Regions from separate parts of the Mus musculus genome. Here all the other regions are linked to region 1. The links are chromatin contacts, called in public ChIA-PET and promoter capture Hi-C maps. All regions are on one chromosome and are shown on one strand. The core of a region is the stretch at or near the end of the contact, and the rest is flanking DNA. Distances in the headings are between cores, read along the strand shown.

Region 1 (4,425 bases), core at 1,244-3,743:
AATACTGCTGTGTGTGTTGTTGCTACACACCGGGGCCCCACCCAGTAGCTGTCCTAGCAGTCTGTTTTGCTTAGTGCCATTATTTTCTGTTCCTGGGATCTGCTGGGATGGAACTATTCTTGGGTTGGTTCACTAGTCACATTTAGATGATAAATATATTTTTCTGAACTCTAATAACAAACAAAGTGGAAGGCCCTGGCTTTTGTGCTCCGTTATGGAACCCATGAGAACTAGGCAGACATCACGGATGACTTACACTGTGTGCACAAGAGGTTGAATAGGTTATCCTATTTCTCAGCCTTTTCTCCCCCTTTCACAAGCACACAAGGTATTTGCTTTATAGACCAATGCTAAATAAAAGCCTTCATGAAGACTTTCCAGGTTCCACAGGAATAATTAGTCTGTGATCAGTCTCCTCCCCACTTTTGAATTGAGAAAGTGAAGCAAAAGAACAATTACATTTTCCTGTTTAAAGATCACTCAGATAATTAGGCACTGTGCTCACCATATGGGAGAAACTTACCGCTTTGCCCTCTGGGGAATCAAATGTCAGAAATCTGAGGTGACAATCTGTCTCCAAGGGTCGGTCCAGATCGTAAAGTTCTCCATTTACTTCAGCAGCCACTGCAGTATCAGCCAGTGTTACACTGTAGCAGTAGGAGGGTAGTGGGAATGAAGACAGAGTTGTTACAATCCCCAGGGCAGGAGGCTGACTTTTCTCAGCAACTCTAATTTGCTGAGTGAAGTTTCCAGAGCAGTAAAGATCTGCTGTTTCTTTTCCCAATGTATCCACTACATTGGGAAGGGCAGAAATTCTGAAACTATAAAGACAAATCCTTATAAAAAAAAAGTCCTCATCCTACCCTCTATTTTAAAGACAGGTCTTGCTGTTTGGCCCAGGCTGGCCCTGAATTCTGAATCTTTGACCTCCACTTTCTGAATGCTAAGATTACAGGCCTGTAGCACTATGCTTGGCAAGAAGGACTATCTGAGCGTAGGGGTTCACACCTGCAATCTTAGCACATGGGAGACAGGGTTTCTCTGTGTATCCCTGGCTGTCCTGGAACTCACTTTGTAGACCAGGCTGGCCTCGAACTCAGAAATCCCCCTGCCTCTGCCTCTGCCTCTGCCTCCCAAGTGCTGGGACTAAAGTCGTGTGCCACCACGCCCAGCCTTTTTTTTTTTTTTTTTCTTTTAACAAGATGCTTTTCTGGGGGAGTAGGTGTGCATTCTTCCTCGGGAGTCAACAATCATGCCTTTAGAAGAGGGTCTTTCTTTGGCAAAGAGCATCGCCAGCAGGCTAGGTTGGCTGACCAGATTACACGCACATGTCACCACACCCTTTTTATTTTTAACCTGAAACTATTATTTCATTTATTTATGGGTGGGGCACACATGCTACAGTGTGTGTGTGTGTGTGGGGGGGGGGTCAGAGGACAATTTTTAGGAGTCAGTTTCCTTCCACAAATTCATATTTCAGGTCCTTATGCTTGTGTGGTAATCAATTAAATGACTGACTGACCCCCCCCCCCAACCCTAACCCCCTCCCTGCCCAAAGACTACACCTTTCTGATGGGAAACAAAGAAAAAGAAAAAATGTAGCGGGACAATGGTGGCGCATGCCTTTAATCCCAGCACTTGGGAGACAGAGGCAGGCGGATTTCTGAGTTTGAGGTCAGCCTGGTCTACAGAGTGAGTTCCAGGACAGCCAGGGCTACACAGAGAAACCCTGTCTCGAAAAACCAAAGAGAAACAAAAAGATGCTTTCATTTTCTGACCGGGTGCAGAAAAGGACAGAAAAATAATTCTTGTAGGTAGAAAGGCTGGCTTGATACCTGATCTGATGGGCCAGTTGGTAAGGGGTTGTGTTCCATGCAACAGCATCTACCTTCTGGCCTTCAGGAAGTGATATCTTAATAGCCCGGGCTTTCTTCTGTGTCATACTTGCTAACTTTTTCACGTGAGCGGTCCATAGCTCCTCAAAAAGGCCAAATCGTTCTGCCAACCAATGTGGAGGAGTTGGTGCAGAGGCCTGGAGGAAAAGGCACGTTAGGAGGTATCGCGGGCTTATTTCCACTACTCCGGAATGGGGTCGTAGGGGTTATGGGTGTTTAAGAAGCATTGGTTTTAAGGTGGAAACTGGGTGACACTAGGTCTTAATTTGGGGATTCAAAGGAACCGCACATTTCCGAGTGGGGCAGCAGGGTCCAGGAGGGGCTGGACAGCCTGCCCCCTTGGACTCCGCTGGGCTAAATGGTTGGGAGCTTGGCGTACCTCACGCACGGTGTGGAGCTCGCAGCGGCGGAACTCTGGGAGTGGGAACCCAAGCCGGCGCCACCTCAGACAGAGACCCATGCTGTCTCAAATCGGTACCTCCATGCTCCGATCACCGCTTCTTCCTCACCAGGCTCCTCATTGGCTTCTAAGTCAGTAATATCCTTTCCTATTGGATAACATAGCCGCCATTCCGGCCGGGCACCACCCCCAGGAACTCCGCTGAGGTAGAACCCACACAGCAGCAGCCGCTCTGGGAAAGGTTCCGGTTGACCGGAAAGTGGAAGCTGTTGCACACACCTGCAGTCTGGGTTCCCAAAGTGACAAGAAGGCATCCAACTTTGAGGACAGGGCATACCTCCTGGGGCAAGAATGAGAGAAAAACAGGAAGTGGAAGTTAGTCATTTTCCTTTAATTATAAAATTTATTAAACATTCTTAAAGCTGACAAGAAACAAGTACAGACACTGGAACTAAACATTTAGTGTAAATCCTGGATCTGGCATTAAGTAGTTTTTTTTTTTTTAAGTAAACTTTCTGTAATCTCGATTTTTTAATCTATAAAACAAGAATAAAAATATATGTTCCATTCTGAAGGTACATTTTGTGTAAATTGCTCATCTCGGTGCTTGGTATATGATAATTAGCACCAGCAGCAAGACACTGGTTTTGTTGTTGTTTTTGTTCTCTTTTTCCCCTAGGCTGTCCTGGAACTCACTCTGTAGACCAGGCTGGCCTAGCACTCAGAAATCCACCAGCCTCTGCCTCCCGAGTGCTGGGATAAAAGGCGTGCACGCCCACTGCCCGGCTTGCAAGACACTGTTATTACCACTGAATGTAACAACTCTAAGACTATCTTGGTGGTCATTCCTTTGCAGTCGTGGTGGAGGGACTTTAGAGACCTCTTAATGTCACAGATGTGGAATTTAATCAATCAATCATTATTGCGTGTGTGTGAAGAATCTTTGAAGGCGTGGGCGGCACAGTTTTGTAGGTCACATGCTACCTTTCTGTGGCCACTTCTGTCCTTTCACTTTACATGGGTCTTAGGGGTCAAAGTCACGTTGCCAGGCTTGGGCAGTAAGTACCTGTTATCTGCTGAGCCATCTTACAGGTCTCAGATGTGGAATTCAAAGATTACAGAAGGTAGTTTAAGGTAAAAAACATGCGTGCCGATGAATCTGCAGTGTGCACTCTTCCAGCATACCTTGTTCTTTCCATAGTTTATTTCCAATAGACTCCCTGACCATCTTAGAGACATCCAACATCTTGTTCTCTGTTCCTTACATAAGCCTTTGGTCTCTCATCAGCACCCCACCTTCATCTTTCTTTATTCTTTCTTTGATCTCTCTCCATTAAATCTCAGATGCAGGGCTAGACATATTAGCTTTACACAGTAAAAACAGAAACACGGTCAGATGTGTGGAGAAGCATAAAGGGAAATGAACTTATTAGCACCCTTATTAACTCAAGTAGTCCCTCACCTGGGGGTGGGGACACTTAGTCCATTCCCAGATTGCAGTGGTGATGGGATCATGGGGTCTTGTGGAAGAGTTGTCAGAACAAGCTGCTTAACCTAGGCTTCCAAAGCCCAATGTTCGTTCTGCCTGAGGAGGGCAGCTGACTTGAGTCATAGGCCACTCTGGGGCTCCATCTTCTGATATGTTAGACATCCTGAAATACAAAGAAAGAGACAAGGCTGTGGGGAGGAAGATAGTGTGTGTGTGTTCTTGTGGTCAGAGTGCAACATTCACAAAAAATGGCAATGGCAGACCTAGATTTTTTTGTGGCACTATAACAGAGGCAGGGTAGCGTCATACTGCAGACAACAATCTAGGAGGTGCTCAATAAATATATGTTAAATATGTACTGATCATGTAGTGACTGTAAATTTCAAAAGGTAGAGATTTTTGTCACTACTTTTTAAATTATTCTACAGTGTCCTTTTGTTAGGATCACAGGGAGATACCACCCGGGAATGACAGCTTCTTACACGCATCCTTTAACATTTACTATGTGCAATGCACTGGGCTAATGCTGACCAGCTACCAACATCACGCAACCTGCAGTGGAAGGAATGTTGTGTTATTCCCTCACCCACTGTAGCAAGCCAGGTATCTAAGGCCAATACATACTTGTTCTCCTTGAACAT
Region 2 (4,425 bases), core at 508-3,007, 710 kb before region 1:
TGGTGTGTCTGAAGACAGCTACAGTGTATTTACATATAATAAATAAATAAATCTAAAAAAAAAAAAAAAAATTAAAAAAAAAAAAAACAAAAATATAGGACTTAAAAGTTAAATTTTAATTTCAGATGAATAATGAGTAACTTTCGAGATTTATATTTATTGTTTTTAGGTGTGTGTGCGGGCACCTACAGAGATCAAAGGCACTGATCTTCTGGTCCTGTCAAGAAGGCAGCAGCGAGGGGCGTGGTGGCGCACACCTTTAATCCCAGCGCTCGGGAGGCAGAGGCAGGCGGATTTCTGAGTTCGAGGCCAGCCTGGTCTACAAAGTGAGCTCCAGGACAGCCAGGGCTACACAGAGAAACCCTGTCTCGAAAAACCAAAAAAAAAAAAAAAAAAAAAGAAGGCAGCAGCAAACAACATGGGTGCTTGGAACCAAACTCTGTGCTCTTACCCACCCAACCATCTCACCACCCTCAACAAGTAACTATTTTGTTGTTGTTTTTGTTTTATTTTACCACCTTTTGAGACAGGGCTTCTCTGCATGTCCTAGAACTTGCTCTATAGACCAGGCTGGCCTCAACCCCTAAGAGATCCACCTGCCTCTGCTGCCCAAGTGCTGGGATTAAAGGTGTGTGCCACTACTGCCCGGCCCCAACAAGTAACTTGTAAGAGCAATATTTGGGTTGGACTTAAAATTCCCTTTCATACTAAAAAATCACTCATGATTTGCTTGAAATTCAAATTTAACTGGGCATTCTGGTAGTCTTATTTTGAGACAGAACCTTGCTAGGTAGTCCTGATCATGAAAACTCCCTGTCTCATCCTCCAAGTGCAGGAAACCAAGCTTAAGCCATCCTGCATTTAGGTGGCAGTGCTAGCCAATCTCCAAATGAAAACATGGGCCTAGTGACTCAAGTTTTTAATCCTACATACTCATTCCAAGTTCAAGGCCAACCTGTGCATCTTCTCAAATAGCGACTTCAAAGCCAGTCTGAGCTACAGTGTCAAAGCTCCATCTAAAACAATAATGATGACAAATAATAAATGCAATCCAGGTGTGTGATGAGGCTCATTGGTAGAGCACGTTCCCAGCGTTCACAATGCTCTGGATTCAATTCCCAGAAAACACAAAACAAAGTCCTCTTGTAGCCCTGAAAAAAAATATGTTCTCAGCTTTCTATTTATTTTCTTGTCCTCAGTTTCTAATCTAACTCTTAATAGGTACTCATCCCAAGTATAAACCTGATAAAACCTAGTTCATCCTGCTTATCACGGCCTCTTAATTTGCTGTGTGACTACAGCGGATCCCCTAAAGTCCTTCCGACTCATTATGAGACAAGGACTATTTTCCAAGAATGCGGTTGTGAGGTTTACATGCGATAAAGTACAGAGAAAAGAAAAACTTGGAGGCGAGTGGAGGGGGCAGTTGGCCTCTGCTTTATGGGAGACCTGAAATTCAGGGAAGGGAACAGGAGTTCCCGGGCCTGCGTTCCTGGGCCGGGATGACTCAGGGAGTCGTCTGCCAGAGTCCCGCGGGCCCCGAAGCCACATCTCGCCCGGCGACCCAGTCCCCAGCCCAGGCCCTCGGGTTTCGGCGCCACGCGCACCAACAACCCAGACGCGCCCCCCAGCCACGTCCGAAGCTCCTCACCAAACCATAGTGCTCTCCAACACCATCTTGCCTCCTTCCCTCTGCGGACCGGCTCCGGGACTGACAAACAACAGCACCTCCGATTGGCCTGGTGCTCATCACCAATCAAAGAACTCAGTCTTCATGCTGCCCCGCCTCCGCGCCCCGCGGTGTGTTCTGGGACTTGTAGGCGCCACAGAAATGGAAAGGTTGGTTATCCAATAGAGTTGGCTACCTTCGCAGCAGCTTCCGGAACAGCTGTAAGCTCTCTGCACTCGCCTGGCAGCAACACTCCAGTGTGAGGCAGGAGAGCTGTAATTTACCCCCTCTTCTGCTCTCTTTCTTTTGTATATTTGGGTTTTTGATTTGTTTTTGTTGTTACGGTTTGAAAAAGGATGACAGCAATTCGCTGTGGAGCTCAGGCTAATAAACTCTATTGCTTCACCTCCCAGTGCTGTTTACAAGGGGCACACTCATGCTAAGATCTGAACTGCAATTTCCAGGCCAACGTGGGCAACATAGCTACTACGTAGTGACACTGCCTCGAACACATAACAGACACTCATGAGTGCATACACTACTGTGGATATGTCAGTCCAAGCATAATCACTTAAAAAGTGTGTCAGCATCGTTAACCACATTTTAACTTCCTGTTTCCCATTGCACTGTGTTTATGCAACTGCTACAAACACTTGTATCCTCAAATTCGATTTACCTATCTACTGCCTACCAAAAAAAAAAAAAAAAAAAATCTATGCAATTCCTAACTCCAGTATTGAGTCTGACAGGATGAAGGAATCCAGAAAAGTTTTGACCAATTAAAAAAAAAAAAACAAACCAAAAAAAATTTTTAAGCGTTTGTGTGTGTATTCAGGCCCTGCAGAGGCTGGAAGAGAATATCAAATCCGGAACTGGAGTTCCAGGCAGCTGTGAGCTGCCTGTCTTGAGTTCTGGGAACCGAACTCTGGTCCTCTAGGAAGAGCAGTAAGCGCTCTCTCATAAGCACTGAGTCATTTCCCCAGCCCGCAGTAAACACCATGTAATCACCCAAGGAACGAAGGATAGCCAGCAAGTTATTTTGGTTTGTTAATTAACCTTTAACACCAACCCTTGGGAAGCAGAGGCAGGCATCTGTGGGTTTTAGACCAGCCTGATCTATATAATGAGTTCCAGGGCAGCCAGGGTTATACACAATAAGACCTTTTCTGGGGGTCAAAGAAAAGAAGACCTGTTGGCACTTGCCTGCGATCCCACCTATATAATGGAATGATTACAAATTCATGGTCATCTTGGAAATTTAGTGAGAGAATTCTCAAAAATAAAAAGGGAGAAGGGCTTAAAAGATGTCTCATAGTTAAGAGTCCATCCTGTTTTAGTAGAGGAGTAGCATTCTGTTCCCACCATCCATATGGGGTGGCTAACAGCTGCTTACAATTCCAGCCCCAGGGGACTTGATGACTCCTTCCGGCCTCTGTGGTTATTCAAGTAAACACACACACACACACACACACACACACACACACACACACACCTACACACACCTACACATACACACAGCGAGAAAGAGAGAGAGAAACATATATACACACAGAGAGAACATACACAATACACACAGACACCTTAAAAAATAAGAACTTAAAAATGAACGAGTACCTGAGGAGGGCCTCAGTGGTCAGTGCTTGCTGAGCACAGCCAAGGCCCCAATTTCAACCCTTAGTAAAAATAAACAAACCCCAACACTACCAAAAAAAACCCCACAAAGTTCTGCCAGGCAATGGTGGTGAAGGCCTTTAATCCCAGTACTCAGAGGCAGAGGCAGGCCGATCTCTGAATTTGCTGCCAGCCTGGTCTACAGAGTGAGTCCAAGACAGCCAAGGCTACACAGAAAAACCCTGTCTCCAAAACCAAGACAACAACCACAAAATTCAAAATGCTTTGATTAATTAGTACCCCACAACCCAGGAAATACAATAGGAAATCCTGGTCCTGGTTTCTAGTTCTTGCAAATGCTTTATAGATTTTAATAAAGTATGCTTTAGCTAAACTTACTTATTTGTTCTGCTTTTAGGAGTACAGTTTTTCTGTCTTTAAAGGCTTTGCTTATTTTATAATTTTACATGTATGTGTATTTTCCTTCTTGTATGTACGTGTACCACATGCATGCAGTGTCTGCAGAGGTCCAGAGGGAATCAGAGTCTCTGAGACTGGAGTTACAGACCCTTGTGAACAGCCACATGGATGCTGGGACAGAACCTGGGTTCTCTGCAAGAGCAACAGGTGCTCTTAATCTTGAGCCAATTCTCAAGAAATATTTATGGGGGTGGGTATGGGGGACTTTTGGTATAGCATTGGAAATGTAAATGAGCTAAATTCCTAATAAAAAATGGAAAAAAAAAGAAATATTTATTTATTCCTCAGACCAGAAGAGGGCATCAGATCCTGTTATGGATAGTTGTGAGCCACCATGTGATTGCTGGGATCTGAACTCAGGACCTTCAGAAGAGCAGTCAGTGTTCCTAACCAGTAAGCCATCTCCCCAGCCCTTAATAACTTTTAATTTTCTTTAATTATCTGTATTGGCTGTGTGAGAGTATGAACATGTGGGTCCAGGCACCCTCAGACACCAGGTGTCAGTTCCCTTGGAGCTGGAGTTACAGGTGCTTCTAAGGTTCCATAGAGTGCTGGGAAGCAAACCTGGGTCTTCTACGTGAGCAGCAAGTACTCTGAACCATGGAGCCATTTGTCCAGCCCCTATTTATTTGTGAAGATGTATTTTGTGTGTGTGTGTGTGTGTG
Region 3 (4,425 bases), core at 926-3,425, 630 kb before region 1:
CTGTCTCCGCAGCATTTTGTGACTTTTCTCTTGCCCTCAGCCTTGATCCTGCTCCTACAGCCTCTGCACTGGCTCCACATGCTGGGACCGGGACTGGAGCTGCCGCTGCCACCCCTCCTGCTCACTGCTCTCGCACCTTCATCACGTTCAGTGATGATGCAACGTTTGAAGAGTGGTTCCCCCAGGGGCGACCCCCGAAGGTCCCGGTGCGGGAGGTCTGCCCAGTGACCCACCGTCCAGCTTTGTACCGGGACCCTGTTACAGACATACCCTATGCCACTGCTAGAGCCTTCAAGATCATCCGTGAGGCGTACAAGAAGTACATCACTGCCCACGGACTTCCACCCACCGCCTCGGCGCTGGGCCCCGGGCCCCCACCCCCCGAGCCACTACCTGGCTCTGGGCCTCGAGCCTTGCGTCAGAAGATTGTCATCAAATAGAGACACCTGACCCCTAGACAGTCCCTCTCCTGACCTGGCTCTCCACTCCGCCCTCCCTTCTGCCAACCTTCGCCCTTGTTTCCCTCAGTTCCTCCCTAGTTCATTTCATTTACTTGTGCTCTTCATTTTTTTAATCTAATAAAATGGTAAAATCCTTTTTGTCTGATGTGTAAGGTTGGGGCAGAGGCAGGGGGATTTCTGAGTTCGAGGCCAACCTGGTCTACAGAGTGAGTTCCAGGACAGCCAGGGCTAAACAGACAAATCCTGTCTTGGAAAAAAAAAAAAACAAATAAATAAATAAATAAACCACAAGTTCTTGCTAATTTATCCAGACTAATTTCAGACTCCTGGGCTCAAGCAAGCCTCCCATGTCAACCTTCCAAGCGCTGGGCCTAGAGGGGTAAATCACTGTTCCTGCTCTGTCCTTTTAAGTAGCATGTATTTACTAAGTAGTGGGTGTCATAAAGATGCCTGCACTCATGTCTATCATTTTTATTACACTTACCTGGGTTATCCATATTTAACTCTCTTAGTCTGTCTTAGTCAGGGTTCCTATTCCTGCACAAACATCATGACCAATAAGCAAGTTGAGGAGGAAAAGGTTTATTCAGCTTATACTTTCCACATTGCTGTTAATCACCAAAGGAAGTCAAGCAGGTCAGGGAGCAGGAGCTGATGCAGAGGCCATGGAGGGATGTTACTGGCTTGCTCAGTTTGCTCTCTTACAGAACCCAAGACTACCAGCCCAGAGATGGTCCCACCCACAAGGGGCCTTTCCCCCTTGTTCACTAATTGAGAAAATGCCTTACAGCTGGATCTCATGGAGGCATTTCTTCAACTGAAGCTCCTTTCTCCATGATAACTCCAGCCTGTGTCAAATTGACACATAAAACCAGCCAGTACATAGTCTCTTAAATACCAGAACAAAATCCTTACACTGAGTGTGTGTGTCTCTGTATGTGTCTATGTATACAACCACGTGTCGGGTGGTGCACCTATGCAGAGGCCAGGCAGGGTCATCTGTAATTCCACCTATCCTTTGAGACAGGCTCTCTTTCTGAACCTGGGCTCCTGTTCTCTAGGCTATCAGGAGCCAGCAAGCCCCCAATGTTCCTGTGTCTGCCACCCTGTTATGCTGTTATGTAGGTGCGGGGACCTCACAATTGTGCAGCAGTCTTAACCACCTGAGACCTCTCTCTCTCTCGTTTTTTCAGGACATGGTTTCTCTAGCCCTGGCTGTCCTGGAACTTGTTCTGTAGACCAGGTTGGACCTTGAACTCAGAAATCTGCCTGTCTCTGCCTCCCAAGTGCTACGATTAAAGGCATGTGCCCCCTCTCCCTTTTAAAAAAGTTAAAAAGGAAAAAAAAATTACTACAAGGCTTTGAGCTCACCATGAAGTTCATGCTGCTCTCCGTCTTGTAGCAGTCCTATCTTAGTGTCCCCTGTCAAGGGAATTCAGGTGTGAGGCACAATGGCTGTTACATTGATACATCATCTTCTATTCAGTGCTTTGAGCAGAACTGGTACCCTACCGTAGGAGTCATCTGATTCTCCACTGGAGGACTCTGCTTGCAGGGAAAGAGGACATGTCATGGCTGATACTGGCCACTAGAGGCTCTCAGGGCTGGGCAAGGTATGGGGTCTGTGTATATGTGATCTCCCACCACTCCCCACCTGGCCAGAGCTAAAATAATAAAATGCTGAGCTCACTGTTCCCCCACGCTCTCCCCCGGCACCAGACTCCTCCTGCTGACCGGACAGTGTCCCAGTAGAACAGACGGACCAACTGACAAGGGGAGGTGAGAGGTGACCATTGGGACTGGTAGGTGGGAACAAGGGGTCTTACGGGTGAGAGCCTGGTGGGAGATGGCAGAGTGGGCCTAGGGGAAGAGAGTTGGCATGTCTCTGCTGTGTCCTGCCGCCGATGTTTCTGTCTTGACTCTGTAGCTGCCTTGTCAGTGCCTCACGCTCAGTATCACCTTCCATGTTGAGTGTGGTATGTATTTAGAGCTTGACTGTTTTTCCCACTGAAAGGTGGTGCAAGTTTATCATCCCACCTCCTCATTTAGAAGACTTTTTTTTCTTCTTCTTCTTCTTTTACCCAGGGTTCCAGTGTCACCTTTCTGGTGACAGATTATGGGAACCGAATGCCTTCTGAGGCCACACTGCCCTTCCCCCAATCTGGAAGTGCCCCAGCTTCTAAGCCTTACTTTCCCTTCTGATTTAGACTTTTAGCAAACACAGAAAGTGAGGTCTTGGTCCTTGACAATGAAGGAGGGAGTGAGGGTGTCATTAGAGGCAACCACTCTAACCCAGTCAAGCCTCCTTGCTTACCAGTTTCCAACAGGCCTGGGTAATGGGGAAGAAAGGAGGAATTTTCCTGGAGCTCTCTGCCTCCCCCTCCCACCTTTCAATAGGAACTGGGCGTGGAGCCAGCTGTGCTGGCAGGGCCTCCAGCAGCTGTGTCAGGGCAAGAGACGTTGCCGGGTAAGGTTGTAGGGGAGGGTGCTACCAGGATTTCTCCATCGCACGGTGGGTGGATAGACCCAGCCTGGAGACTAGAATCCCCATCTAGAATGGCTAGAAAGTGCAGGGACTAGGAGGGAAACTAACAGTGAACTATCTGATTTTCCCATCCCTGGCAGACTCTAGTCTCTAAGGTCAGTGTCCTAACTATGGCTGGACTTCTTGTGCCCTCAGTGTCCACATCCAACAACTTTTCTCATGTCCCCCAGGCTGTGAGTGTCACACCGTGGGGAAGGGGTAGGGGCCACCATGTCATCCTATCAGAAGGAACTGGAGAAATACAGAGACATCGACGAAGATGAGATCCTAAGGACCCTGAGCCCTGAAGAGCTAGAACAGCTGGACTGTGAGCTACAAGAAATGGATCCTGAGGTAGGAGCACAGGCCAGGGCATCCCTTTGTATGTGGGAAGGAGTGATTCTAGGTAGCTGAGAACAAGACATGAAATCCCAAAAGGACCAGGGAATATCTGTCTGGAGAGTGCTTAATTTGTTCCCCAAAATTCATCCCTAAGAACATGCTCTTGCCAGCTGGCCTGAGACAACGTGACCAGACAAAGAAGAGTCCAACAGGGCCACTGGACAGAGATGCCCTATTGCAGTACCTGGAGCAACAGGCGCTAGAAGTCAAAGAGCGTGATGACTTGGTGCCCTACACTGGCGAGAAGAAGGGTATGGGCACCCTAACATCTATGCCTCCCAGGAGCCAAATGGCTGTCTCTTGTGCCTCCCTGCTAGCTATTCTCCCTGTCTCCAGTAGCGATCTGTCAGAGACTCAGTCTTGATGACTACATGCTAATTTGTTCTCTTCAGTTTTTTGATTTTTGAGATAGGATCTCCTTGTGCAGCCCGGGTTGGCCCTGAACTAGCAGTCCTACTACTCTAGCTTGCCAAATGCTGAGATCACAGACATCTGCCAGCACACCAGCCTGTCCTCTTCAATCCTTAGGAGGGAATGAGAGGACCAGAGAGTCCCTGTACAACATTCAGGCTTTCTGATGTCACTAGTGATCCAGTCTGACCCCATATGGAAAAGATAGAGAAGGTGGAGCCACCATCTTGGAAGAAACCACCTCTGCCTGAACAGTCCTTCATCTCTCTATCAGGAAAACCCTTTATTCAGCCTAAGAGAGAAATCCCAGCACAGGAACAGATTACGCTGGAGCCTGAGCTGGAGGAAGCGCTGTCCCATGCTACAGATGCTGAAATGTGTGACATTGCAGGTGGGCAGCCGCCGGTCCTTGAAGGTTGGGGATGGGGCTTGTGGCATCTTGACATAGGACTAGGAAAGGCCTGAGCCAGAACACGATGTCTCAGAAACCTTCTAGCAGTGGATTCTCTATGTAGTCCTGGCTGTACTAGAACTCACTCTGTAGATTAGGCTGGCCTCGAGCTCACAGAAATCTGCCTGCTCTGCCTTCTGAGTGCTAGGATTAAAGGCATTCACTATCACTACCTG
Region 4 (4,425 bases), core at 1,033-3,532, 610 kb before region 1:
TAGAGGGCAGCCAGCAGGTCGGGGTCAGAGTAGTGATCAAACACGTGCCTGATGCGGTCATGTGACTTGGGTGTGAGGTGGTGCTCCACCAGCTCCAGCAGAATGTCCCGGCACTCGACGAGCAGACCTGCTAGCACGGCAGCCTCAAAGGTGAAGTCCACCTCACCGAAGCTAAGTGCGGTCATGGCGCCCTGCCGTAGCTTCTGACGAAATCGTGTAGCCAGAGCCAGCTCCCCAGGGCCAAAGCAGCCACTGCGGTGCAGCACAGCCACTTTAACCGCTACCTTGATGAGGTCTTTGATCACCCGCTGTGCCTTGGGCCGGCTGTGCGTGTATTCTTTGGACACGCGGTAAAGCTCGTCTAGCACCTCGCTGCTGGTCTCGTCGATAAAGAGATGCGCCACGGACCGACCAGCCATTTTACTCAGCAGCTTCTTCTCCGCTTGTAGTGCCAGACTCTTTGAGCTGAAGGACTCCATGGTGCTTGCGGTCGGTGTGTGATCAGTCACTGGAAGAGGCAACCGGCTAAATGAGAGAAAAGGAGAGAAATGGCTTTTCCTCATCTTCACCGCTCTGCCTGCTTTGTCTTCCCACTCCCCTGGGCCCCTCCATCCTGTAGGCTTTGCTTCTGCTTTTTCCCTTCCGTGCTGTAAACAAGACATTTGTGTCTCCAAAACAGCCGCGAGGAGCAGGGAGAGCCTGGCTGGAGGAGTGTGGGCATGGCTGGAGTCAGGGCAGTGGGCTATGCGGCGGCCGACCGACAGGGAATTTGCACAGCGCCCCTCTGTTTCCAGGCTTGAGATCCAAAGCTCATGTCAGTGGGGGTACCATAAAGTCTTAAAAGAAGTGAGAGATATAGGGTCTCCAGAATCTTAAATAGAACACTTGGCTTTTTTTTTTTTAAAGAACCTACTGTGTGCCAAGTGTTTGATATTAACTGTCTTGGTTTACCAACTTCATATGGGTGACAAGCCCTGTTTTACAGAGAGAAATCTCAGACTGAAGGACTCTTTTTTGTTGTTTTTGTTTTTTCAAGACAAAAGTTTCTCTGTATAACCCTGGCTGTCCTAGAACTCGCTCTGTAGACCAGGGTGGCCTTGAACTGAGATCTGCCTGCCTCTGCCTCCTAAGTGATGGGATTAAAGGCATGTGCCACCACCTCTGGGCAAAGCTAAGAGATCTTAAGCAACTTGGCCTAGTAAGTATGAAAACAGGCTTCAAGGAGTGGGACAACACTCTCAGACAACAGATGCTCACAGTCACCTATAACTTTAGCTCCAGGGAGACCCAACACCTCTGGCCTCTACTCACACATATACATAATAAATAACAGACACAAATTATGAGAAAAAATAGGCTACAAGTCAAATAACCCCTCCACATTCGCCCTCCAACAAGGAGGGCGCTCTTTTGAAGGGTGGCTGCGGCAGCAGGTAGTGGTCTCAGGCTGGCTAGGCTGAGCAGAGCGAGGCCTTCTTGGTGGTATATCCTGTGCCTACGGACAGGGTCTTCTCACCATGGGCCTTGACTGTGCTTCTTCTGGTTGTTTTGCTTCTTACTTCCCCCTCCCCGGCTCTGCAGGATGTGGCTGTGACCGCAATGAAGGAGCAACCTCACCCTCTCCCTCAAATGAAAATAGGAGTCCTCTCAGAGGGAGGACAGCCAGGGGGCTCTCTCCGGCAGCCGAATCACTCCAATGGGAACCTGCCATCTTGATTTGTTTCTGCCTTGCCCTGTGGATCTTTCACACTGGAGATGATTTTTCTATAGGGGCCCGCTTTCCTTCCCTACCTGCCCTCCTCTTACCCAGCTCTCTATTGCTCCCTTTGCCATCTCCAACTAGGTCCCCAGTCCTCCCAGGGTAGCTATGTCACTCGCTCTTTTTGTCCCAGCCTCTACGTGACCCTCATGAATCTCTAGCCTAGCAAAGGTTTCTTTCACTTTGCGTCACTGTACTTCCATGTCCGAAGATACTGTAGATCTCTAAATCTCTAGTCGTTACCCCATGTGCATCTCTGTCCCTCAGCTCTAGACTCAGCCACCATCCCAAGCCAGGTCTCACTCTCAGACAGCCTTGCCCCATCCACTAAATACACTAAAATGGTTCTGGGGAGAGAGGGGGAGACCCAAGAATTCTACAAGCGAGAGTTTCACAAGACAGAAAGAAAGGTGAAGGTGAAAGGGTCAGGATATCCTGTCAGTGTCACCCCGAAACCCACCCTCTGTCATTGCCAGACTCTCACCTGCCGTGTGCTGGGTGCCAGTCTGGCCTTGGATGTTTCTGAGAGCTCACAGAATGGAGAAGCTCCTAAGAGGCCCTTTGGTCTAGCCCCACCCCAGGCCCCGCCTATCTACTCTCCACCTCCGGTTCATCATCACTGTCACCAAGAAGTCCAGTGTCCCAAGAGCCACCTAGAAATAAGACAAAGGTCAAAAGGAATGGAATTCTGTAGGAAGCACCAACTCTGAAGTGGCAAGGACGGATTTACACACCTCCACCTAATAAAAGGTCTGCTTCTTTCTTGCTGCCTAATATTTTTGTGGTACTGAAAACCGTGCAGAGTCCAGATTTTAATGTGAGAGACAGTGAGGGAAGTACTGAAAGATCATCGAGTGGTGTAGTAGAACAGCATTATACAAGCATCTTCAGGCCCTAGAAGGTAAGATTGGCACAGACTGCCCCAGCCAGAGCAGGCAGGAGGTAGGTGCCAAGGTTAGGGCTGCTGAGCCATGCGTGACCAGCAGGTGTCAGCATCGAGCCAAAACGCTGGAGTACAGAGCTTAATAGCTTTAAAGGGCCTGATAAATGAGGGTAGACTCCAATGAGGCAAAACTACACCTTTAATCCCAGCATTCTGGAGGCAGAGACAATCCAATCTTTGAGTTCAAGGCCAGCCTGGTCTACAGAGTGAGCTCCAGGCCAGCCAGGGCTGCATAGTAAAATTCTTGTCTTGGAAAAACCACCCACAACTCCAGCTCCAGGAATTCCAGTGTTCTCTTCTGGCCTCCAGAGTCACCTGAATAAATCAGTACATGAACATACACTTGGGCACACACAGACACACAAATCTTTAAAGGAGTGAATTATATAGCTTTCTTCAGCACAGATTGAGAACCCAAAAAAAGGCCTTAGGATTCAGGGATTTAAAAACTGATTTGGGGGCTTCCAGAGACTGGAGTCAGCGACTCCATGGCTCAGTGACTCACTGATCTTCCAGATGTTCTGACTTTTATTCCCAGCACCTATATCTGGTGGTTCATAACCACTAGTTAGTTCCAGTGGATCTAATACCTTCTGGTCTCCTTGGATACCTACACACATGTAGAATACACATACATACAAACAATAAAAGTCTTTAAAAACATATTTAGTGTGTGCATGTGTGTAGACCAGAGAACAATTTATTTATTTATTTATTTCTCTCTCTCTTTCTTTCTTTCTTTCTTTCGGTTTTTTGAGACAGGGTTTCTCTGTATAGCCCTGACTGTCCTACTGTCCTGGAACTCACTCTGTAGACTAGGCTGGCCTCAAACTCAGAAATCTGCCTGCCTCTGCCTCCCAAGGGCTGGGATTAAAGGTGTGTGCCACCACGCCGGGCTTCAGAGAACAATTTCTGATGTCATCTTCAGGAACCTGGTCTGGTTCACTTTCTTTGAGGCATAGTTTCACTGGCCTGTCTCAGAGTTTCTATTGCCATGATGAACCACCATTCTTGGGGAGGAAAGGGTTTATTTTGCTTACACTTCCGTATTATAATCCATCATTGAAGGAAGTCAGGGCAGGAATTGGTGCAAAGGTCATAGAAGACAATGTTTATCACATTACTTTCTCAGCTTCTTTTCATATGGCACCCAGGACCACCAGCCCACGTGCCCACAGTGATCTGGTCCCTCCCATATTAGCCATCAACCAAAATAAAATAAAGCACCGCACCTGTATGTGGGGGTGCACACTTTTAGACCCAGCATTGGGGAGGTAGAGGAAGGCAGGTCTCTGTGAATTCAAGGTCAGTTTTAGTACTTAGTAAGTAATGAGCCATTGAGAGAACCTATCTCCTGGAACTCGCTCTGTAGACCAAGCTAGCCTCTGCCTCCTGAGTGCTAGGATTAAAGGTGTGTGCCATCATCTTCCTGCTAAACTTTTTTTCTTAAAAGTCCATGGAAATGAGAACTCGGAGGGGGCTCTGCGTTCTGGAGTGGCACTGCTTGGTCCGGTGGCTGGGTGAGGGCTGCTGGTGTCACGTTTGAGGAGAACTGCGAGTGTGTTTGGCATATCCCCGTCGGGATCCCAGCTACGATGAGTGCTGCCCGGGAGTCTCACCCACATGGGGTGATACGTTTAGCCTCCCCTGACGATGATCTTGGATCTAGCAATTGGGAGGCAGCAGACTTAGGCAATGAAGAAAGAAAACAAAAGTTCTTGAG
Region 5 (4,425 bases), core at 1,323-3,822, 560 kb before region 1:
TACAGCTACTACCAACCTGCAAACAACCTCCCTAACAACCAACACCCAGCAACCCACCTCGCAGAGCCCTAGCATTTATACCCCTGAGAAGAGCATGAGGCATCAACCATGGTCAGCTGCTTTGCGCAGCCCTAAGCAGCCCCACTCCACACCTAGGATTAAGTGAAAGCACAATCTTGTAGTATTCCCCCCCCAACCCCCATGTTTTTAAAGAAACCAAAATTCCAGAATTCTTAAAACTGTCACTACAACCTTTAGAATTAGTACTGGTAAGAAAAATGGCTAGCGGGGCTGGAGAGACTGCTCAGTGACTAAGAGCCCTGGCTGCTCTTAGAAAGGACTGGTTGGGTTCAGTTCTCACTACCCACATGGTGGCTGCTCATAACCGCTGTTCACTCCAGTTGCAAAGGATCTGCACCTCTTCTGGCCTCCTTGGCCACACATAGGTCGTAGGCACACAGACAGACAGACAAACACTCATGTGTATGAAACTTAAGAAAAATGACTGGTGGTGAGGGAGGATTCTCATCTCCCAAATGTCAATGCAAGAACGACATCAGTATAAGGCAAATTTTGGTTTCTTTAAAAACCCAGTTATGTTCTGTGGAGGCGTTTGTTTTAACCCCAGTTTTACGTCCTGTGGATGTGTGTTTGTTTTAACCCCAGGAGTTGGGTAAGAGGTTGCTTCACAGATGATTATGATTTGTCTCGTGCACTAGCCGTGGTGTAATTTTTGCCAGCTGCAGATAGTTTAACTCTGGGGACTGGATAATGAGAGAACTCGGAGAAGGTCTATGGCAGTGGCTGCTTCCAGTCCCCATGGCTGTGGTTTGATGACAAAGAGCTGGAGATACCCTTACGATGAAGACTGGACTTGCCCCCAAGGATCCCAATGATTCCTAACCTCAGGAAGTAGTCAAAAGAGATCTATGTCCCCTTTTCCCTCTAACTTCTTTCTCTCCTACCTAGTGTTGGGAATTGGAAGGGATTAGGATGTGATAAGGGTTGGAAGGGAGGCAGTTGTATAAAAACACAGTTATATAGTAAAAAAAAAAAAAAAAAAAAAAAAAAAAAGCCAATATATCACAACAGTTGGCTATCATTAATGAAAGAGCAGGCAACCAGACCCTTCCAGGGTTTGTAGGAGAGTACCTCCTCCAATTATCTGCCCCTAGCTATATGAATTCCTAAGATTTTTTTCTTCACAAACTGTAACTTCTTCACTGCTATGTAACTTGATACTTAATTTTCATTTCTTTTTTTACTTTATGACTGTGTAGTGCACCCAGAGGCCATAATGATGTGTGGGAGTTGGTTCTCTATCTGCCATGTGAGTTCCTAGGTTGCTGGGCCTGGTGGGAGCACTCACCTGCTGAGCCATATCGCTGGCCCCTGAAAGCTTACTGTTGTAGTTATCAGAAGGGCGTTCTGCAACACATATGCCCAACTCCACTGGAAACGCCAGAACTATGTTCCCAGCCAAACTTAAGCACACATGGTGTAACCATGAAAGGTGGGAGGAACCAGATTGTGGATTTCAATATTTTACTTTTTCTTTTTTTTTCCTTTCTTCTTCTTTCCTCTCTCCTTTTCTCTCTTCCTTTCTCCTTTTCTTCTTTCTTTCTTTCCCTTTCTTTTCTTTTCTTTTCTTTTTTTTTTTGGATATGGGTTTCTCTGTGTAACCAGAGCTGTTCTGGAACACTTTCTGTATGTAGATCAGGCTGTCCTTAAACTCATCGAGATCTGACTGCCTCTGCCTCCCAATTACTGGGATTTAAAATATGTGCCACCATGCTTGGCACAGTTCTTTGATATTTTATATGTAATTTAAAAGTGCTGGAGAATAAAAAACAAAAGAAATCGTAATTCACTTAGCAGATGGGCCACCAAGCTGAGGCTCTGAGAGAGCTGGAGAGGGGGCTGACACCAAGTGAGGGCTGCAAGTGTGGCCAGTCCTGGGGTGATGGGATCTGACTGTGATGCCGAGGCATGGGGTCACCGAATCCATTAGAAAGGGAAAATGAGGACCAGTGGGAAGGAGATAAATCCTCCCTCAGCCTCGCCCCATCCTTACTGTGTTCCCTAATCCAAATGGACTTCAGCCAACTGTGTGGTTAAAATTCTTTTAAGGCTGAGATGGCTCAGCAGTAAAGGTGCTTGCTGCCAAGCTTGATCCCCAGAAGCCACATGGTGGGAGGAGGAAGCCACTCCTGCGACCTGTCTTCTGACTCCACGTGTGCTTCAGCATGTTCCACTCCCTCCACAAAGTAAATGTTCCATTGACAACAGTAGATTAATTCAATGTGCTTGGCACAGTCGACTACATTTCCCTTACTTATTTGTTTTCTTCCATTGCTAGTGCCTAGCAGAACGTGATGTCACCCACTCCCGAGGCCTCTGTGCAGCCCTCCTTGGCAGCAGGCTTACAGAGCATGGCTCCTCACAAACTGAGCATGGTGAGGGGACAATGCTCCTCCTGGGCTGTGCATCCGCAGATAATGACAGAACAGGACAGCCTTACAGAGCACACATGCTTAACAGCCTCAGGGTTTGAAGCTGGATAAATGATTGACAATGTCTATGGTCCCAGCACAACAGAGCTGAGCCAGGGAAATGGCTCAGTACAAGTCTAAGACCAGCTTAAACTACACAGTGAAAAGGTGTCTCAAGTAAACAAATATTCCCCAAACTTCACATTTTATTGATTTATTTTTGCTTTTGGAAACAGGGTCTTGTGTAGCATAGACTGCCAACACAGTTGCTACGTAGCCATGTATGACTTTGAACTCTGACTCTTTGGCTGCCACCTTCCAAGTGTTGGGCTGTAACCATGCGCTTTCATAGCTAATACAAGCCTCAAGTTTCCAGTTCCAAACACTCAGCAAGGCACAATGGGTTAATGCTTTGAAAACCACTATTTTCTACTTTAACTACAACGTGATGTGCTTTAAAAAAAACTGTAGTGTTTTACTCGTGTATCTGAATGCTGCTCTCACAGCAAACATCTAGGTTAGTGAATTAGCGCTGATGATGAACGAGTCTACCTTTATGAAGTAACTCAACACTTCTGCAGAAGTATACTTTTTATGTTATGAATTTCATTTCCCCCAGTCTTTCATTGTAACTTCAGAGATTATGGCAAGCATCAACTTATCTCTCCCTCCAAATCCAGCCTTATTTGCCCCGTCTTGTGACAATGGACCTGGACCTCATAATTGAGACTTCTTGTCAGCTGGCAAGGAATTAAGTCAATATAAAAGTTGCAGCTGCCAGGGCTGGGGAATGTAGCTCTGTTGGTATCGTGTTTGCCTCCCTAGAACATTTGAAGCCCTGGTTTCTATTCCCAGCAGGGAGGGGCATGAGCCTGTAAACCTAGCATTCAGAACAGAGGCTGGAGGGTCAAAAATTCAAGGTCATCTTTGGCTATACAAGTTACAGGTGAGCCCAGGCTAAATGAGACTATTTTAAAAGGAAAAAGGAACATAAATATGCATACAAATACATGTATAACTATATTTTGGGAGACGAACAGTTTGTTGAATACATTCCAAGAGGGCAGTGGGCCGGAGTACCCAGAGTACAGCCTGCAGCCTGTTGGTAACTCTTTTGAGGTAGTGTATGCTCACATGGAAGGCAGAGGTCAGCCTCTGATGCTGTTACCCAGGAAGTGGCCAATCTGTCCTCCTGAAATAGGCTCTGGGGTACCCTGATTAGACTAAGCTGGCCTCCTTTTATTGTTTTTGGTTTTGGAGACAGGCTTTCTCTGTGTACACTTGGTTGTCCTGGAACTCACTCTGTAGACCAGGCTGGTCTACTCAGAGATCTGCTTGCCTCTGCCTCTCAAGTGCTGGGATTAAAGGCATGTGCTGATCTTTTTAGTTTGAGGACATCCTGATCTTCCTAACAAGTTCCAGGAGAACCAGGGCTACATAGAGATCCTGTCTGGAAAAAAAAAAAAAAGGTCAAAAGTGAACTGAAAAAAAATGAAGTGTTAGCTGGAGGTAGGGGGGTGGGGCAAAGTGGAGGTGGGAGTGGCGCACATCTTTACCGTGTTTGGGAGGTAGAGGCAGGGAAGGATCCCTGAGTTCCAGAACAGCCAGGGATGTCCACAACGAAACCCTGTCTCAATAACAACAACAAACAAAATGAGAAAACTTATGAGCGTATACAATGAAGCTCACTGTTGCCTTCTGGGGGATGTGACACTGTCACCTCTCCTTGCCCTTCGCCCCTGGCCTCTAGCTCATGAAGTGGTTTCCTGCTTCAGGACTGCCACTCCAGCCCTCTCATCATTTAAGAGTTACTTCTGAAGTCCTGAATCAACTGGACACTGGGATAAAGTCCTCAAGCCTGTGATGGTGGTGTACAGGTACAATCCTACCACTTGGGAAGGAGAAGCAGGGACATCAAGTGCTCAAGACTTTG
Region 6 (4,425 bases), core at 834-3,333, 540 kb before region 1:
CCTGGCTGTCCTGGAACTCACTCTGTAGACCAGGCTGGCCTCGAACTCAGAAAATCGCCTGCCTCTGCCTCCCGAGTGCTGGGATTAAAGGCGTGCGCCACCACGCCCGGCTCCCACATCCTCTAAGTTGTCCTCTGATCTCCACATGCATGAAAGTCATGGTATGTGTGTAAGTGAGCACACATACACAAAATGTAATAAAGTATTTTAAATAAAAAGCATTATGGGGAGACTGGTGGGTCATTCTTCTAGCTCCCCATACATAAAGGCTGGTAGAACCCTAAGACCAGAGAATAACATAGGCAATTGAAATTAACTAATTAGCTTGTGTGTGTTTCTGTGTGTATTCACTCACCATAGCATGTGGAAGCCACAGGACAACTCGCAGGAGTTGGTTCTCTCCTTCAACTCTGTGGATCAAACTCAAGACTGTCAGTCTCGCTGGCTTTATATGCTAAGTTCCACCTGCCCAACCTATACAACCCCATGGTTCTGAATGCTACAGAGGGGAACTGTTCTCCCTTACTGGATATGCATCCACATAAACTTCACATGAGCGTTTGTCTAGTGTGTATCCTAAGATTTTTCTAAATTCTCTTCCTAGTCCCTCTGTGCTAGGAGTTGAATCCAGGGCCACAGGCATGCTACATTCACACTTGCCTCTGAGCTATACTCCCAACCCTGCCTCCTAGGAATAGGAAGCCAATAAAATACAAAACAAGACCAGGAGACCTTTCTGGGTCAAGTAGCACAGGCTGGCCTTGAACACCTGGATCTTTCTCTCTCCTCTTCTCAAGCACTGAGTACTTAGTGTTCAGAACTTTCAATAAATATTTTAATAACCATGGAGTGCCTGAGCACTTGACAAAGCAGCCCATTACCAAAGAATAATAACTTTTGTTTATCATTTGGGTGTGGTGGTTTGTTCTTTGCAAAGCATGTACAAAAAACATGGCTCACCTCAGTAATTCCAACACTCCAGGGGCTAAGGTTAGAGAATCGCTGTGAGGCAGCCAATCCAAACTACATAGTAAGACCCAAATATTGGATTGGAAACTAGAGAAAATCCTTTATAGGAAGAGGGAGACAGCAGAATTCCTGGAGGAAATCTGTGACAAGAGGTGCACGCTAAGAAAGAAAGCAATTGAAGAATTCTCGGTCTGTACTTTTTTTTCTTTTTCTCCCCCCCCTCACCCCCCACACATTCCCACTGGGAGGCCAGCTGTACAAGCATCTGTGTTGAGAACTGGATATAAGTCCATGACTGCTCTTGTTCACATTATGAACTTACTAAAGTTTCACGTTATTACTGGACCTTGAAAAGTCCAGTTCCCACTTCCTCCCTAGTCACATATCCCTCAGTTTTTGACATCAGCACTCTGCCAAACTCAGGGGCGCCAACTTGCAAGTGGGAGCCCCAGTCTGTAGTGGCAGCCCGGACTCCTGCGCCACACCGCCCCCTCGTGGTCACCCCATGTGGCCTTGGCTTCCCGGAGTCCAGCTCCCCAGCCCCAGGTCTTCCACCCACCCCCTTCACCTCCCAGTCCCCTCCCCTTCCTCCCGACAGCATCCCCTTCCTCTTGGTCCCTCTCCCCCCCGCCGCCACCCCCGCTCCGGCAGTGTGCAGGCCGGCGCCCACAGGTCCTGGCCGGGCTGGGCCGGCCACTTATCACTGCCCCTTGCATCGCAGTTCGGAAGCTCCGGAACCCTGCGTGTCCTTTCCCCCTCACCTATTCCGGAGCGCTGCCGGCTTCGCTCTCACTGGGCCCGCCAGTTTGGTCCCGTTTCTTTCTCTAGTTAAGACTCCTTGCCAGCGGCCTCACTTTTCGGCCTTTTCACATATGCATATTTGGGGGGGCCCTTACCCCCCCTCACGGAGAAATGGAGGCAATAAAATGGCGGACCCGGAAGTGAAGGCGCTGTGACTATACGTCCTGGCGGAGGAATCTGAAGGAAATGGGTTAGCGGAGCCACTTTGCCCTTCTCTCAGGACCTCAACGCACCTCTGAGTCCGACTCCTTCCTACTGAGGACCTCGTGAGCTGGAAAAACGTATACCGCGGGCATCCTGAGCGGGACTACTTAGCGAGGCGCAGGATCACCGATTACGTGGCTTACGTGAGGGATAGTTCCGGCAGGGGACGGACGCAGATGGTAGTTTTGGCGCCAACCAGTGCAGCGCTCGGAGGAACTGGTTACTGGTGCGTGTTGGCGTCCGCACTCTACCTTCCTGCTGGTTCAACGCCGGGCTAACTTGAGGGTTGGGGGAGAATCTTGCTTCCGCTATTCGGGACCTTCTGGTTATGCACTCCTGTCTGACCGGACACTTTCCCAGTGTCCTGAATATAGGTCAGGAAAGAACCCCTGAACTTTTGGGGGGAAGACTAGAATAGGATGGGACATGAAATTGCATGTCTTTCATTTACCAGTCTATCTTGGTTTCTGTTCACCATTTTAACTGATATAAGGACCGAGAGAAAGCTCGGAGAAAACCTTTCAAAAATCAATAACAGGACGCTGGAGCAATGCCTTAGGAGACCCCAGTTCAATTCCCAGCACCCACATTGCAGCTTACAACTGCCTTTAACTCCAAGATCTGACACCCTCACACAAGCAAGCATACATTTAGGCAAAACACCAATGCACACTAAAAATTAAAATCAGTAATAATAACAAACACGCCTTTGATCACAGCAGGAGGCACAGGTCTCCTAATTTAATACCAAAGTGCTAGGCCCACCCTAGCAGAGTCCAGCAGAGTCAGGTGGATTTCTCTGAGTTCAAGGCCCGCCTCCGAAGAAAACCACACAAATTTAAAAGTTAATAATGGGCTGGGGGGCGTGGCTAATCTCTGAGCACTGGCTGCTTACAGGGGAACCCTAGCAGGGCCTTGTAGATGCTTGGCAAGCCCTTCTACCATTGAGCTATGTCCAAATCCTAAATTGTTCTTCAAAGTCAAATATTAGACAGACAGAAGGAAGCGCTGGAGAGATGACTCAGTGGTTAAGAGCACTGACTGCTCTTCCAGAGGTCCTGAGTTCAATCCCCACCAACCACATGTTGGCTCACTTGTAATGGGACCCAATGCCCTCTTCTGGTGTGTCTGAAGAGTGCAACAGTGTACTCATATATAGTATAGTAAATCTTTTTAAAATAAAAAGAAAAGCTTCACTTAAAAAAAAAAAGAAAGAAAAAAAGATAAAAGGGAAAGCTGGATTCGGAAGTGTGAGTAAAATCTGTAGTACTTCATTGGAATGGAAAAAACTAAGCCCCAGACTTAGGATTTAACGTCTTTATTCCATAAATGAATAAACAGCTCCGCAATTCATCTGCAATAGCTTTGGAAGGAATGGGGACGGGTAGGGTCTGAACATAACTGCTTACTTCACGGTCTTATGGCGGCCAAAGAACTGTGTCAGGAATCACTGATTCCTATCACATACTGCAACTACAGAAAGGCAAAGCTAAAATACTTAGGACCAAAACATCTGCCTGTTCCATGACAAAATCACAATTTTATATAAATTCCCCTAATAATACTCTGGTGTTTCTTTAGATCAGATACATCTTTTGTCTTTTAGGAATTATCCTCATAGTGAAGTTTCCCTGTGAAGACTCAAATCTGATTTTCTGAGCATTTCTACCCACAGCTGGAAGCAGAGCTGGATATTAAAGGAGCTACCTCTGAAACGGTGCGATGTTTTTCCTCATCCCACTCCTTTGTTTCCCACCTTTAACTGCCTGCGTGTTTCTGGGGAAGAGAATGCATTGTAAGCAGCAGCAGCATTTCTTATCTTAGCCTTTTAGAAATCCTGTTTTGTAGAAAGTGTCTCAAAACTTCCAGGTTCTCATTACTTCTTGAAGCAGTATTTGCTTACTGGCCTGGTAGAGGACATTAGGGAGGCTCAAGTAATCTTTGAAGTTGATTAAAATGTAACAAACAAACAAAATAATTGGTCTCCCATTTTGCACAACTGTACCTCTCTGTGGTGCCTCAAATAAGGGTGATTCTTTTCTGGGATTAGTTAATATTCTCCGGGCTGACGGGAGGAAATCCTATGATCTAGTACTCCATTGATTAAACCCTTGACTTTGTGCCTAGAGGGCTTTTGAGAGAAACGGAGTAGGCAGATAAATAAATAAATAAATAAATATAGATAGATAAATAAGTACGTACATACATACAAACCTACAATTCAATTGGCAGATTCATCAGCACCACCAGCACAATAGAGGGAAGAGAACAAGATTAAAGTGGAAGGCTTAGAGAGGAAGGGACTTAAGAGGGAAGATAATGAAGGTACGGGGTGGGAGAGAGATCTTGGCCTTAAAGCAAGTCCAGGTCGACAGAGTGGATGCTGGCAATAGGCGCTCTCCAGAAGTTGAAGGTGCTGTACTCAAGGAGGGGGTCACCTTCAGGGTTCTT

The links. Promoter capture Hi-C pulls out the DNA fragments that hold promoters and counts their contacts. ChIA-PET counts read pairs in DNA pulled down with a chosen protein or histone mark.
Region 2: a contact with region 1 is called in a promoter capture Hi-C map of liver, with 2.7 times the contacts expected there. The contact joins the promoter of Psmd4 here to the promoter of Tars2 in region 1.
Region 3: a promoter capture Hi-C map of liver shows a contact between it and region 1, with 3 times the contacts expected there. The contact joins the promoter of Tmod4 here to the promoter of Tars2 in region 1. A contact is called at or near these places in 4 of 39 promoter capture datasets (fetal liver, hippocampal neurons, liver and 1 more) and 1 of 9 other capture datasets (pancreatic islet).
Region 4: a promoter capture Hi-C map of fetal liver shows a contact between it and region 1, with 4 times the contacts expected there. The contact joins the promoter of Tnfaip8l2 here to the promoter of Tars2 in region 1. A contact is called at or near these places in 6 of 39 promoter capture datasets (the C10 cell line, fetal liver, hippocampal neurons and 3 more) and 2 of 9 other capture datasets (embryonic stem cells and pancreatic islet).
Region 5: a promoter capture Hi-C map of liver shows a contact between it and region 1, with 2.7 times the contacts expected there. The contact joins the enhancer-like site here to the promoter of Tars2 in region 1. A contact is called at or near these places in 4 of 39 promoter capture datasets (cranial neural crest, hippocampal neurons, liver and 1 more) and 2 of 9 other capture datasets (adipose tissue and liver).
Region 6: an RNA polymerase II ChIA-PET map of effector CD8 T cells shows a contact between it and region 1, with 9 read pairs. The contact joins the promoter of Gabpb2 here to the promoter of Tars2 in region 1. A contact is called at or near these places in 5 of 39 promoter capture datasets (the C10 cell line, erythroid cells, pre-B cells and 2 more) and 3 of 115 datasets of contacts at active chromatin or transcription factors (craniofacial prominence, effector CD8 T cells and embryonic limb bud).

Annotation. Positions count from the first base shown.
Region 1 is chr3:95,752,484-95,756,908 of GRCm38.p6, forward strand. It overlaps Tars2 (threonyl-tRNA synthetase 2, mitochondrial (putative)), which reads right to left and starts at 2,494. Exons shown (of 18, transcript NM_027931.3): 1 at 2,275-2,494; 2 at 1,836-2,032; 3 at 524-647. The coding sequence starts at 2,355.
Region 2 is chr3:95,040,857-95,045,281 of GRCm38.p6, forward strand. It overlaps Psmd4 (proteasome (prosome, macropain) 26S subunit, non-ATPase, 4), which reads right to left and starts at 1,758. Exons shown (of 10, transcript NM_008951.2): 1 at 1,652-1,758. The coding sequence starts at 1,677.
Region 3 is chr3:95,122,339-95,126,763 of GRCm38.p6, forward strand. Tmod4 (tropomodulin 4) reads left to right here and starts at 2,176. Exons shown (of 10, transcript NM_016712.4): 1 at 2,176-2,240; 2 at 3,177-3,339; 3 at 3,482-3,638; 4 at 4,073-4,189. The coding sequence starts at 3,217. It overlaps Vps72 (vacuolar protein sorting 72), which reads left to right. Exons shown (of 6, transcript NM_009336.2): 6 at 41-713. The coding sequence ends at 440.
Region 4 is chr3:95,140,072-95,144,496 of GRCm38.p6, forward strand. Tnfaip8l2 (tumor necrosis factor, alpha-induced protein 8-like 2) reads right to left here and starts at 2,283. Exons shown (of 2, transcript NM_027206.3): 1 at 2,244-2,283; 2 at 1-525. The coding sequence starts at 479. It also overlaps the pseudogene Gm9169.
Region 5 is chr3:95,192,694-95,197,118 of GRCm38.p6, forward strand. The region is part of intron 7 of Gabpb2 (GA repeat binding protein, beta 2); the gene reads right to left. Among named protein-coding and RNA genes, the nearest start is that of Gm16740, 23 kb to the right of the region's middle. Within about 2 kb of position 2,573, at least 32 of the 459 cell types and tissues checked have an H3K27ac peak or open chromatin away from gene starts, as enhancers often do. A contact at or near this core is called in liver, where this site is marked.
Region 6 is chr3:95,215,859-95,220,283 of GRCm38.p6, forward strand. It overlaps Gabpb2 (GA repeat binding protein, beta 2), which reads right to left and starts at 2,084. Exons shown (of 10, transcript NM_029885.1): 1 at 1,731-2,084; 2 at 356-410. Mllt11 (myeloid/lymphoid or mixed-lineage leukemia; translocated to, 11) reads right to left here. Exons shown (of 2, transcript NM_019914.4): 2 at 2,686-4,425. The coding sequence ends at 4,327. Gm16740 (predicted gene, 16740) reads left to right here and starts at 1,599. Exons shown (of 4, transcript NR_108026.1): 1 at 1,599-2,200; 2 at 3,581-3,691.